Linked DNA regions of Ovis aries: region 2 is linked to region 1. Evidence: chromatin contacts called from public Hi-C data. All regions are on one chromosome and are shown on one strand. Each heading gives the region's core, a stretch centred on a gene start, on an enhancer-like site or on the middle of the called end of the contact. The rest is flanking DNA. Distances are from core to core; before and after follow the strand shown.

Evidence for each region. Hi-C and Micro-C count contacts between places; a contact is called where the count stands out from the background.
Region 2: a contact with region 1 is called in a Hi-C map of tail adipose tissue, with 5 times the contacts expected there. The contact joins two enhancer-like sites. A contact is called at or near these places in 8 of 16 Hi-C or Micro-C datasets (blood, hypothalamus, liver and 4 more).

Annotation. Positions count from the first base shown.
Region 1 is chr1:86,868,599-86,874,061 of ARS-UI_Ramb_v3.0, forward strand. No RefSeq gene overlaps it. Among named protein-coding and RNA genes, the nearest start is that of AMPD2, 18 kb to the left of the region's middle. Within about 2 kb of position 4,088, at least 5 of the 54 cell types and tissues checked have an H3K27ac peak or open chromatin away from gene starts, as enhancers often do.
Region 2 is chr1:86,934,177-86,939,331 of ARS-UI_Ramb_v3.0, forward strand. It overlaps LOC101107401 (glutathione S-transferase Mu 1), which reads left to right. Exons shown (of 7, transcript XM_042251990.2): 7 at 2,133-2,671. The coding sequence ends at 2,222. Among named protein-coding and RNA genes, the nearest start is that of AMPD2, 83 kb to the left of the region's middle. Within about 2 kb of position 2,840, at least 11 of the 54 cell types and tissues checked have an H3K27ac peak or open chromatin away from gene starts, as enhancers often do.

The DNA of each region.
Region 1 (5,463 bases), core at 2,838-5,337:
CTCTACCTCTCCCACGTCTCCTGCGCAGTCCTGCCTTCTTCCCTTTCATGGGATCACCTTGAGCCCCTCCGCATGATCGGCTCGGGAGACATGCATCTTCCCTCCTTAGGGCTTCTGCCTCTTACATGGAGAAGGGAGTGGAGTGATGGTGGATGGCAGAGGGAATTTTAAAAACTATTCTGCTCCAAAAAGCCCCAAACAGAATGCAATAAAATAGGCAAGTCAGCTTGCCTTGGCCAGTCTGCCTTTAATGGGGCCAGCCATGAGTAAAGTCTGCACTGGGGGACTGTCCCTTGTCAGTCACAAAACACTGTGGTTGGGCGGGTTGTGCCGGGACACATCACACCCTGACCTGCCCTACTTCACCTTCCCGTGCCCCATCCTGCAGGACTTGAGGGGACCAGGGCGGCCACTGGCTGCGCCCCTAGATGGGAGGGGCTGGTAAGGCTTGGTTAGGATGACAGTTATCCTAATTTCCAAACCTTTTATTAGAACGTTCACACATCAAAGCGTTGCCTCATTCGTAAATGTATTTATATGGAATTCCAATAAAGATTTAAGCATTAAATCACATTTAACCCAACATTTGGCAAATCATTCTGCTTTCAAAATGAGAATATGAAGAAAGTGTTAGTCACTCAGTTGTGTCTGACTCTTTGCAACCCCATGGACTGTAGCCCACCAGGCTCCTCTGTCCATGGAATTCTCCAGGCAAGAATACTGGAGTGGGTAGCCATTCCCTTCTCCAGAAGATCTTCCCAACCCAGGGATCGAACCCAGGTCTCCTGCATCGCAGGCAGATTCTTTACCATCTGAGCCACCAGGGAAGCCCAAGTTGCCCAAATTAGGATGCCCTGGACCATCTTGTGTGGGTGGTCTTGTAGCTGGACCTGCTGGGGCAGCCTGCATGTCTGGAGATGGGGAGGAGCCAAGTGTCCTGGCTTTATGAGCAACCCTATAACCTCAGATATGCAGATGATACCACCCTTATGGCAGAAAGTGAAGAGGAGCTAAAAGCCTCTTGATGAAAGTGAAAGAGGAGAGTGAAACAGTTGGCTTAAAGCTCAACATTCAGAGAACTAAGATGATGGCATCTGGTCCCATCACTTCATGGAAAGTAGATGGGGAAACAGTACAAACAGTGTCAGACTTTATTTTTTGGGGTTCCAAAATCACTGCAGATGGTGACTGCAGCCAAGAAATTAAAAGACGCTTACTCCTTGGAAGAAAAGCTATGACCAACCTAGACTGCACATTAAAAAGCAGAGTCATTACTTTGCTGACTAAGGTCCGTCTAGTCAAGGCTATGGTTTTCCTGTGGTCATGTATGGATGTGAGAGTTGGACTGTGAAGAAGGCTGAATGCTGAAGAATTGATGCTTTTGAACTGTGGTGTTGGAGAAGACTCTTGAGAGTCCCTTGGACTGCAAGGAGATCCAACCAGTCCATTCTGAGGGAGATCAACCCTGGGATTTCTTTGGAGGGAATGATGCTGAAGCTGAAGCTCCAGTACTTTGGCCACCTCATGCAAAGAGTTAACTCATTGGAAAAGACTGATGCTAGGAGAGACTGAGGGCAGGAGGAGAAGGGGACTACCAAGGATGAGATGGCTGGATGGCATCACTGACTCGATGGACATGAGTCTGAGTGAATTCCGGGAGCTGGTGATGGACAGGGAGGCCTGGCGTGCTGCAGTTCATGGGGTCGCAAAGAGTCGGACACGACTGAGCGACTGAACTGAACTGAACTGAACTGAGGGCTTCCCGGGTGGCGCTAGTGGTAAAGAACCTGCCTGCCAATGCAGGAGACGAAACATGGGTTTCATCTCTGGATCGGGAAGATCCCCTGGAGGAGGGGCACAGCAACCCACTCCACTCCACTCCAGTATTCTTGCCTGGAGAAACCTGTGGACAGAGGAGCCTGGCAGGCTACAGTCCTTAGGGTCGCAAAGAGTCGGACACGACTGAAGTGACTTAGCATGCACCCTCCTATTTAGGGGCCAGGGTGGACTTCCAAAGGCCCAGGAATGTTGGAGATTTGAAAGAAAATCTTTGGGAGCGGCAAACTATGAAAAAGACAATGTCAAAATTGCTGAATGTTTAACAACGTGCCTTCAGAAACTAACATCAACTTTAATATTTAAGTTTGGTATCCATACACATGTCATTATATTTGAAAACAATTTGTAAGTTGGATTTTTGGCAAGAGTTCCAGACTGTGCAGGATGATTGAAGAGAAATCATAGCCAATAGTAAATTGAATGAGTTACTCAGAGGCAAGTCATTTCAAAAGGAAATTCATGAACATCCTTTCACATTTCAAGCAAAGAGGGTTCTATTTAATGAGGGATGTGTGTGCAATTTCAATGTTTGTTTCAATGTTCCATCTGGAAAGGACTGAAAGCACCCCACCCCTCCCTGAGCCTTTCAGCCGGCTCAGTCTATATGCTGTCAGGGAGGTCGTTAACTTGGTGACCCCTGGTTAAAATCACTGTTTCATGGTAGATGGCTCTTTCACTTTATTGGTGTGATCTTAGGAAAATTGTATGAACGTTGAGCTTCAGTTCTCTTACCTGTAAGAGAGATACAGGTAAGATACCAAGGTCTCCTGCACTGGTTATCGTGGACATTAAATAAAGCTCTTAGCTGGGTGATCAGCACACAGAAAAGCCAGAGTGTTCATGTGAAATTTATGAAACCTTAATGCTTCCTGTCTCTATTTTTCTACCGCCCCCCTCCTTCTCCCCAGCAGACCATGGAGTCCGATTCCTGCTGATGGTTTTTGCTCACTTCCCAGAGTCAGCAAAGACATTTGCTGGGCGAGAGGCATGTACTGGGGCAGAGATGGGGGAGGGGAGCAGAAGGGCGGGAGTACGTGCTGAGGGCCTTGGTGGGTGAACATCTTGGCAGAGGTCAAGATGGAGATGGTAGTGTGGTAGTCAAAAGGCTGCTGGAGGAAGTGACCCTGCAGGCCAGATCCTCGATCTGTCACAATGTCTGGAAATGACTGCAGCACGGAAACTGACTCGCTTTGACCCAGCTCACAGGAGGCCTGCAGCAGACCAGGCAAACTGCTCACCAACTTATAACAGGGAATCCAAATACCAGCAGAGGGTTTTCTCGAAAGTCCACCTGCAATGGCTTGGTGAATAGATGGAACCAGGGTTTTGAACAGCCTCCGTTGGCCCTGGGCCCCCTTCTCCTCTGCAGCCATATGCCCCCGGGCAGAGCCATGCTAGCCCATGGTGTGCCTTTGTGTAACTAGAAAAAGATGCTCCTCCTTTGAAGAGACAGGGCTCATGCTGGGGAACACAGCTTGGTGAGCAGACAGTAGGCTGGCTTTTGGTTCCTGATCACCCAGGAACTCTTGTCAGTGGATACCCTGTTGGATGGAGGTGGTAGACTGACACTGGCCCCTGGGCACCTGCAACCTGAGGGTGTGTGTACAGCCACATTGTCACTGATGCCACTGGCTCTTGCATCTGCCCTTGGAAAGTGTCACCCAGCCAGATCTGGGAGTTCCTGGCAGCATCCTACTTGAGCTTATAAGTTAAATGAAGCTGCAGTCCCCTCTGACCCATCCCTCTGACTTATAGCTGAACAAAGCTCAGTTTCCACAGCGCTGCCCAGGGGCCTCGGCGCTGCGGTGGGGGTACACAGACTCATGTCACGGTGCCCCTAGGGCAGTCTGCCTTGGGTGCTGGAGCCCCTGACGTGAAGAATCAGGTGGCTCTCTTCCTTCTCCTCTGCCACATGTCATTGCTGTGCAGCAGGGGCCTTGCTGGGCTGTTTGAACACTGGGTCACGCACAAACCCAGGGCTGATGTTCACCCACGTGTCACCTTGTGGGAGATAGGAAAATGTGTGCCCTTTGGGCAGTCGTAGCCCTGATAGCGTTTTGGGGTAGAGAAGAGTTTTTGCCCCCCTCCCCCCCACCGGCTCCCCTCGTCCTCATCGGCCCAGGCAACCGTACCAGGGCAAGTTCCTTGGTGAGCCGAGTGTAGACCGAATTTCAGCTTCCACTTGCCCCACTAACTGGTAGCCCTATGTGGTTTCAAACAGATCCACATGGTGGCAGTAGTGAGATCCTTGTGAGACGTGTAAGGGCTTCAGCTCCTGCCTCTGAGGCTGGGCTGGGGCACCCTCTCCAGGCACCCATACCACTGTCTCATGCAGCTGGCACCTATGGGGCCCCACCCCACTAGCCCAGTAGGCAGGCTGGCTCACATATGAATCTTCCCACTGAGATGTGGCTTAGGCTAAGGCAGGACTCTCCCAGAAGAGCTGCCCGGGGTGAGCTGGTGTGGACACTCTGGTCTCCCGTTCGAGGATCTGAATCCTTTGGCTCTGCTGCTGCAGACCCCCTCCCGCCCCTCTTCCCTCATCACCACAGTCTTCTTTCAGGTCTACGGGCCGCATGTATTCAGGCCGCCTGTCCTGCCAACAGTCAGCAGGTCCTGACTGGCTTTCCCGGCTGCCCAGGCTCCTCATCTGGAGCACCTCTTAGATTTAAGATGATTTCTACAGGAGTTCAGGCTTCCCCAGAGGCTCGCCTGCAATGCAGAAGACGTAGGAAAAGTGGGTTTGATCCTTGGGTCAGAAAGATCCCCTAAAGGAGGAAATGGCTACCCACTCCAGTATTCTTGCTTGGGAAATCCTTGGGACAAAGGAACCCGGTGGCCTACAGTCCATAGGGTCACAAAGAGGCAGACATGACTGATCAGCTGAGCACTGCAGGAGTTCATTTCACCTCCTCTGAGTGGATTTTCCTGTAGCCTTCAGAGCTTGAGGAAGGCCTATGTTCCTGACGCGCTCCGGCTGTACCCTGGTCCTAGTCAAAGAGACAAGGCTCTTGCTAAGAGTGCTGGCAGAGGCGGGTGTGGGCTGTGGTGGTCAGCAAGGAGGAAGCTCTGGGCTCCAAGGAGGAGGTGGGCTTTGACTGGGCCCTGCAAGGATGGGGAAAACCTGTATAGAGGAGGGAGAGGGAGGAAGGCATCCTAGGGCTGGCTGGGGGGCATCTCCCCTTCATCCTCTGGTGTGGGGTCAGTGTCCTGAAGGCCACATGGGCAGTGCCTCCCTGGGGTGGAGCCTGGAGGGGTCTCCTTGGCTCTTGGAGACAGGGACTGAGTCAGCTGGAATGGGAGATTTATTCTCAATGGGTGCTTCCCATGGGTGCTCAGCATATAGCTCTGGCAGGGAGTTTGGGGTCCTGAATTCAGTGGTCCAGGATAATGATAACAATGGCTAACACTTACTGAACACTTTCCACATGTCACTGTTTCAGGGATTTTACATGTATGATTTCATTTATCTTCAAATTGGCCCTGTGAAGTAGGCATTATTGTTTTTTTCTTAAGGCATTATTGTTATTGCCATTTACAGAGGGAAAAAGCACAGAGTAGTTAAGTAACTTTCCCAAGGTCACACAGCTAGGAAGTGGTGGACCTAGGATGCCAACCCAGGAT
Region 2 (5,155 bases), core at 1,590-4,089, 64 kb after region 1:
TTTCTTCAATTTAAGTCTGAATTTGGCAATAAGGAGTTCATGATCTGAGCCACAGTCAGCTCCTGGTCTTGTTTTTGTTGACTGTATAGAGCTTCTCCATCTTTGGCTGTGTAGAATATAATCAGTCTGATTTCGGTGTTGACCATCTGGTGATGTCCATGTGTAGAGTCTTCTCTTGCGTTGTTGGAAGAGGGTATTTGCTATGACCAGTGCATTTTCTTGGCAAAACTCTATTATCTTTGCCCTGCTTCATTCCTCATTCCAAGGCCAAATTTGCCTGTTACTCCAGGTGTTTCCTGACTTCCTACTTTTGCATTGCAGTCCCCTATAATGAAGAGGACATCTTTTTGGGGTGTTAGTTCTACAAGGTCTTGTAGATCTTCATAGAACCGTTCAACTTCAGCTTCTTCAGCGTTACTGGTTGGGGCATAGACTTGGATTACCGTGATATTGAATGGTTTGCCTTGGAAACAAACAGAGATCATTCTGTCATTTTGAGATTCCATCCAAGTACTGCATTTTGGACTCTTTTGTTGACCATGATGGCTACTCCATTTCTTCTGAGGGATTCCTGCCCACAGCAGTAGATATAATGGTCATCTGAGTTAAACTCACCCATTCCAGTCCATTTTAGTTTGCTGATTCCTAGAATGTCGACGTTCACTCTTGCCATCTCTTGTTTGACTACTTCCAATTTGCCTTGATTCATGGATCTGACATTCCAGGTTCCTATGCAATATTTCTCTTTACAGCATTGGACCTTGCTTCTATCACCAGTCACATCCACAGCTGGGTATTGTTTTTGCTTTGGCTCCATCCCTTCATTCTTTCTGGAGTTATTTCTCCACTGATCTCCAGTAGCATATTGGGCACCTACTGACCTGGGAAGTTCCTCTTTCAGTATCCAATTATTTTGCCTTTTCATACTGTTCATGGGGTTCTGAAGGCAAGAATGCTGAAGTGGTTTGCCATTCCCTTCTCCAGTGGACCAGTCATCACATATACCTCAGAATTCCTGTGGTTCTCCAGCTGCACTGAGCCCCAGAGGCTGGGCACCAGGACTGGGTGACTTCTGCATCCCCTCTGGGCCTGATACAGTGACTCATACAGGGGGGAGAGTCAGATCAGTGAATGTAACTTAAAATGAATGTATGATCCTGTCTCTGAGACAGAATCATGAGTAACTGGAAGAAGTAAAGAGAGGGAAGGAAACTGCCCACTATAAAGACTTCAAGATACAATCCTCCCTGATGTATTGAGGGTTTGGCTCTAGATGCCCACAATACAGTGAAGCAAGTCACATAGCTTTTTTGGTTTCTCAGGGCATGTGAAAGTTGTTTGTAGTATACTGTAGCCTGTAAAATGTGCAATAGCATTATACCTAAATATATATATATATATGTTTATCTTAATTTAAATATCCTTTATTGCTGGGCATTACTTCTCTGGCAGTCCAGTGGTTAGGACTCCATGCTTTCACTGCCAGGGGCCTGGGTTTGATTCGTGCTCTGGAATCTAAGATCCCACATGCTGCACATCTCGGCCAAACAAACAAACAAACAGACCTGAAACTTTCTTGCCAAAAAATGCTGAGACCTTCATCTGAGTCTTAAAGGAGTTTGATTTTTTTGCCACAGTAACATCAAAGATCACTGATCATAGATCGACATAACAAAGATAATCATAATGAAAAAGTAGAAATATTGGGAAAATCACCAAAGATGACACAGAGACAGAAAGTGAGCAAGTGTGGTTGGAAAAATGGCATCAGTTGACTTGCTCAGTGATGGTTGACACGAGGCTTCAGGCTGTGAAATACGCAAAACGCGCAAATCACAGTAGTTTGACGTGGACTGGAATGAGGGATGGCTGTGTATTCTCATCTCTGGGTATATACAGCAGCTAACACGGCCTGTTCTCCATGTGTGGCAGGTCTTAGTAAGACACCATGTTAGTTACAGGAAACTGAAGAGGTAACTTATCAGAACTGGGGACCCTAGGAAGATTGTTTTTTGCTGATTGCTTCACTTCCACAAGGAAGGGTTGGACCAGGGTTCCAACTCAAATCCTGGAGTGGAACTGCGTGAGCCCCAGAGGGGCAGCAGACCTGACCTTCTTTCTCCCACCCTCAGGGCCTGAAGAAGATCTCTGCCTACATGAAGTCCAGCCGCTTCCTCCCACGCCCTGTGTATTCAAAGATGGCTGTGTGGGGCAACAAGTAGTGCTCTGGACGGCAGGAGATGGAGCGAGGAGCCAGTGCTGTGTGTGGAGAGCCGCTGAAGCTTCTTTCTCCCCAGAACCAGATGTTTTGCTTCCTCCTTCTTTCTTTCCATTGGTCACACTTAGGCCTTATTTGGCCCCAACTCTTTCCCAACCCCATTCATCCCAGATCTTTAAGCTCTACAGCACCCCTCTCTTCTTCAGTGAAGTCACCCCCTGACGTTATGCTTTCTGCTCTAAAGCCAACCAGATCATCCTTCCTTTCCATGTTGCTGGTTTTTTTTTTTTTTTCCCCTGCTATGAGTAGCCTGACCAGACCCTTGGCTTAGAGAGCTCAAGCCTGAGCCCCCAGCACTGCCCTGAAGACCAGGACAGGCCTAGTGTGCAGGCCTTGTTCTCCCAGCGTGGGCCCTGCCCAGCCCTGCCGATCACCAATAAAGCCTTAACCACACCTGCTATGTCTTACCTTTTTTCCTCCTGACCATCTGAACTGTCTAACTGGCCCTGCTGCTTCCTAGTAATGAAGTGGTGATGCTGGCAGTGTCTGGGTGCATGAGGATCCTGTCTGGTAGTAGGATGTTCTGAGACTTCCTGTTCCCATTTCTGAGGCCCTCAGAGCAGGAGTCCTCGGAGGGCTCCTTTTATTATAGAAGGGAGGCCTCTTCCTGAGCCTCCATCTCTCATCCATTCCCCCTCCTTATTAAGAGCTCAGGCGCCCTCTGTTGGCTGCTGCGCAGCTGTTATTCAGGACCTTCTTTCTGGGTTACTTCCTCATTTTCTTAGCTACCCACGAGGTAAATTTCTTCAGTCCTCGCATATCTGAAGATGTGTTGCTAGTGTACACTAAAGTAATGTTTTTGTTGGTTATACGATTCTGGTATAAGGACCTTCAGGCCTCTGATGCAATTAGACACAGCTAGAATTAAGCCTTGTTCGTGGGAAGGGTGATGCCAGTCTCTCTTGAATATCTGATGGATATATATATATTTTTTAACTTAAGGCACTTGCTTTTCAGTTCTTGCCAATGTGAGGTATCCAAGTCCAGAGTCTATATAGAGATCTTGGGGCTGTTGTGTTTTTACTTCACATCCTTCTATGAGTATACTAAGTTTCCTGGTCTCCTTTTTATCAGGCACCATTCATCACTGCTTTGCATCCTCTGGAAGTAATTTCAAATCACCCTGTCCAGTGGTCTGCTTAAGAGAGAGTTCTAGGACCTCAGGAGTTCACAGACCATGCTACCATAAATAGTTGTTTACATTGGGGTCTAGTATTCAGTCAAGACTCAGTTGGGAGAAAATGTTACAAATCACAAAGGACTTTTATCCAAAAATATTTAGCTAAAAATATAACCAATGAAAAGAAGAGGCCTAAGTGGCTTTTTGGCCACAATATGTGGCTTGTAGGATCTCAGTTTCCCAACCACAGGTTGAACCCAGGCCCTGGCATTGAAAGCTCAGAATCCTAAACACTAGGCCACCAGGGAACTCCAAGGCCCACGTCTTGACTGGGCATTACAAAAGAGAATATCCCAAAGGCCAGTCAGCATATGAAAAGGTGCCCAACAATATTGGATTTGGGGAAGTTATGAACACAGTTAATCCAATTATATACCCACACAGGCTAAAATTAAAAGGACCAACAATTATTCACAAATATGTGCGGTAACTGGAACCATCACTCACTGCTGGTGGAACAACCACTTTGGAATACCAACAGCACTTCCTGGAACTAAACATAACATCTACCCTATGCCCCTGGAATGCCATGCCTTGTTATATACTAATGAGGATGTGTGCTTATGTCTTAAACAGACATGTACCATAGTGTTCAAAGCGGCTTTATATGAAAAAGCCAAGAACTGGCAACTTTCCAATGTCTGGCAATGCAAGAATGGACAGATAAGCTGGGATATGTTATATAAGTCCATTATACAAATTCACTATTCATATGATGGATTATTATACAATATATAGACTTATGATGAAAATATTATGAAGGGCTACTGCTACACACAATAACATGAATGACTCTCAGAGACACAATGTGGACAAAAGGATGTAGACACCAAATGCACCTGCTACATCCTTCTATTTACATGATCATTAATAGGCAAAATAAGTCCAGAGTAACAGAGGTCAGCTGAATGGTGAGCTTGTCTTTGTTGAAGAGATTGTGCAGGGCTGGAAATGTTCTCTATCTTGACCCAGGTGGTGATTCCATAAAAATATACATATCTAAAAACCCACTGAGTTGTCCACTTAAGATGGTGCACCTTACTGCTTGTGATGGACATAGTCACGGTCTCACTGTTACATTGCTTATGTTTTTCTTTATCATCAGTCTTCCCTGTAGGATATAAATACCTTTCAGGCAGGCATTTCTGTCTCTTCTTGTTCCTGGTCTTACAGGTGTTTGTATACAACCAGAACAGCACCTGGAAGATACTGGGTGTTCAATGAAGAGTTATTAAGCTAGTGGTGTTTACTATTAGGGGGATCACTTCAAGTATTCACTTGACTTTTACTCATGCCTACTTCTTTGGGTACATGTAATTTGTGCGTACATACATTTTTAGGTTCTGCTCTTTTTTCTCTTAATGTTTCCCTTAAAAATCTATACCTATTAGCCATACACTTGTGCACATACTACTAAGTATTTACTGGATATGTCTCATTGCTTCCAGTAGATAAGGTGTAATTTGCCTAGTCAGTCACTCACTACTGGGCAATGTGGGGTTTTCTATTTTTTACTTTTCCTTACGATAGTGTCATCTTAAGCCGATGTTTTTCTCTGGTTTGTGGCCTTTATTTGGTAGATCCCCTAGCAGATACTAGAAGGCAAAATGTGAGAATGGTTTTAAGCTTTAATAGCAGACTATTTTATTGCTCTGTAGAGAGAGTAACTTACTTGATGGTGCCCCCAGCAAGGCACG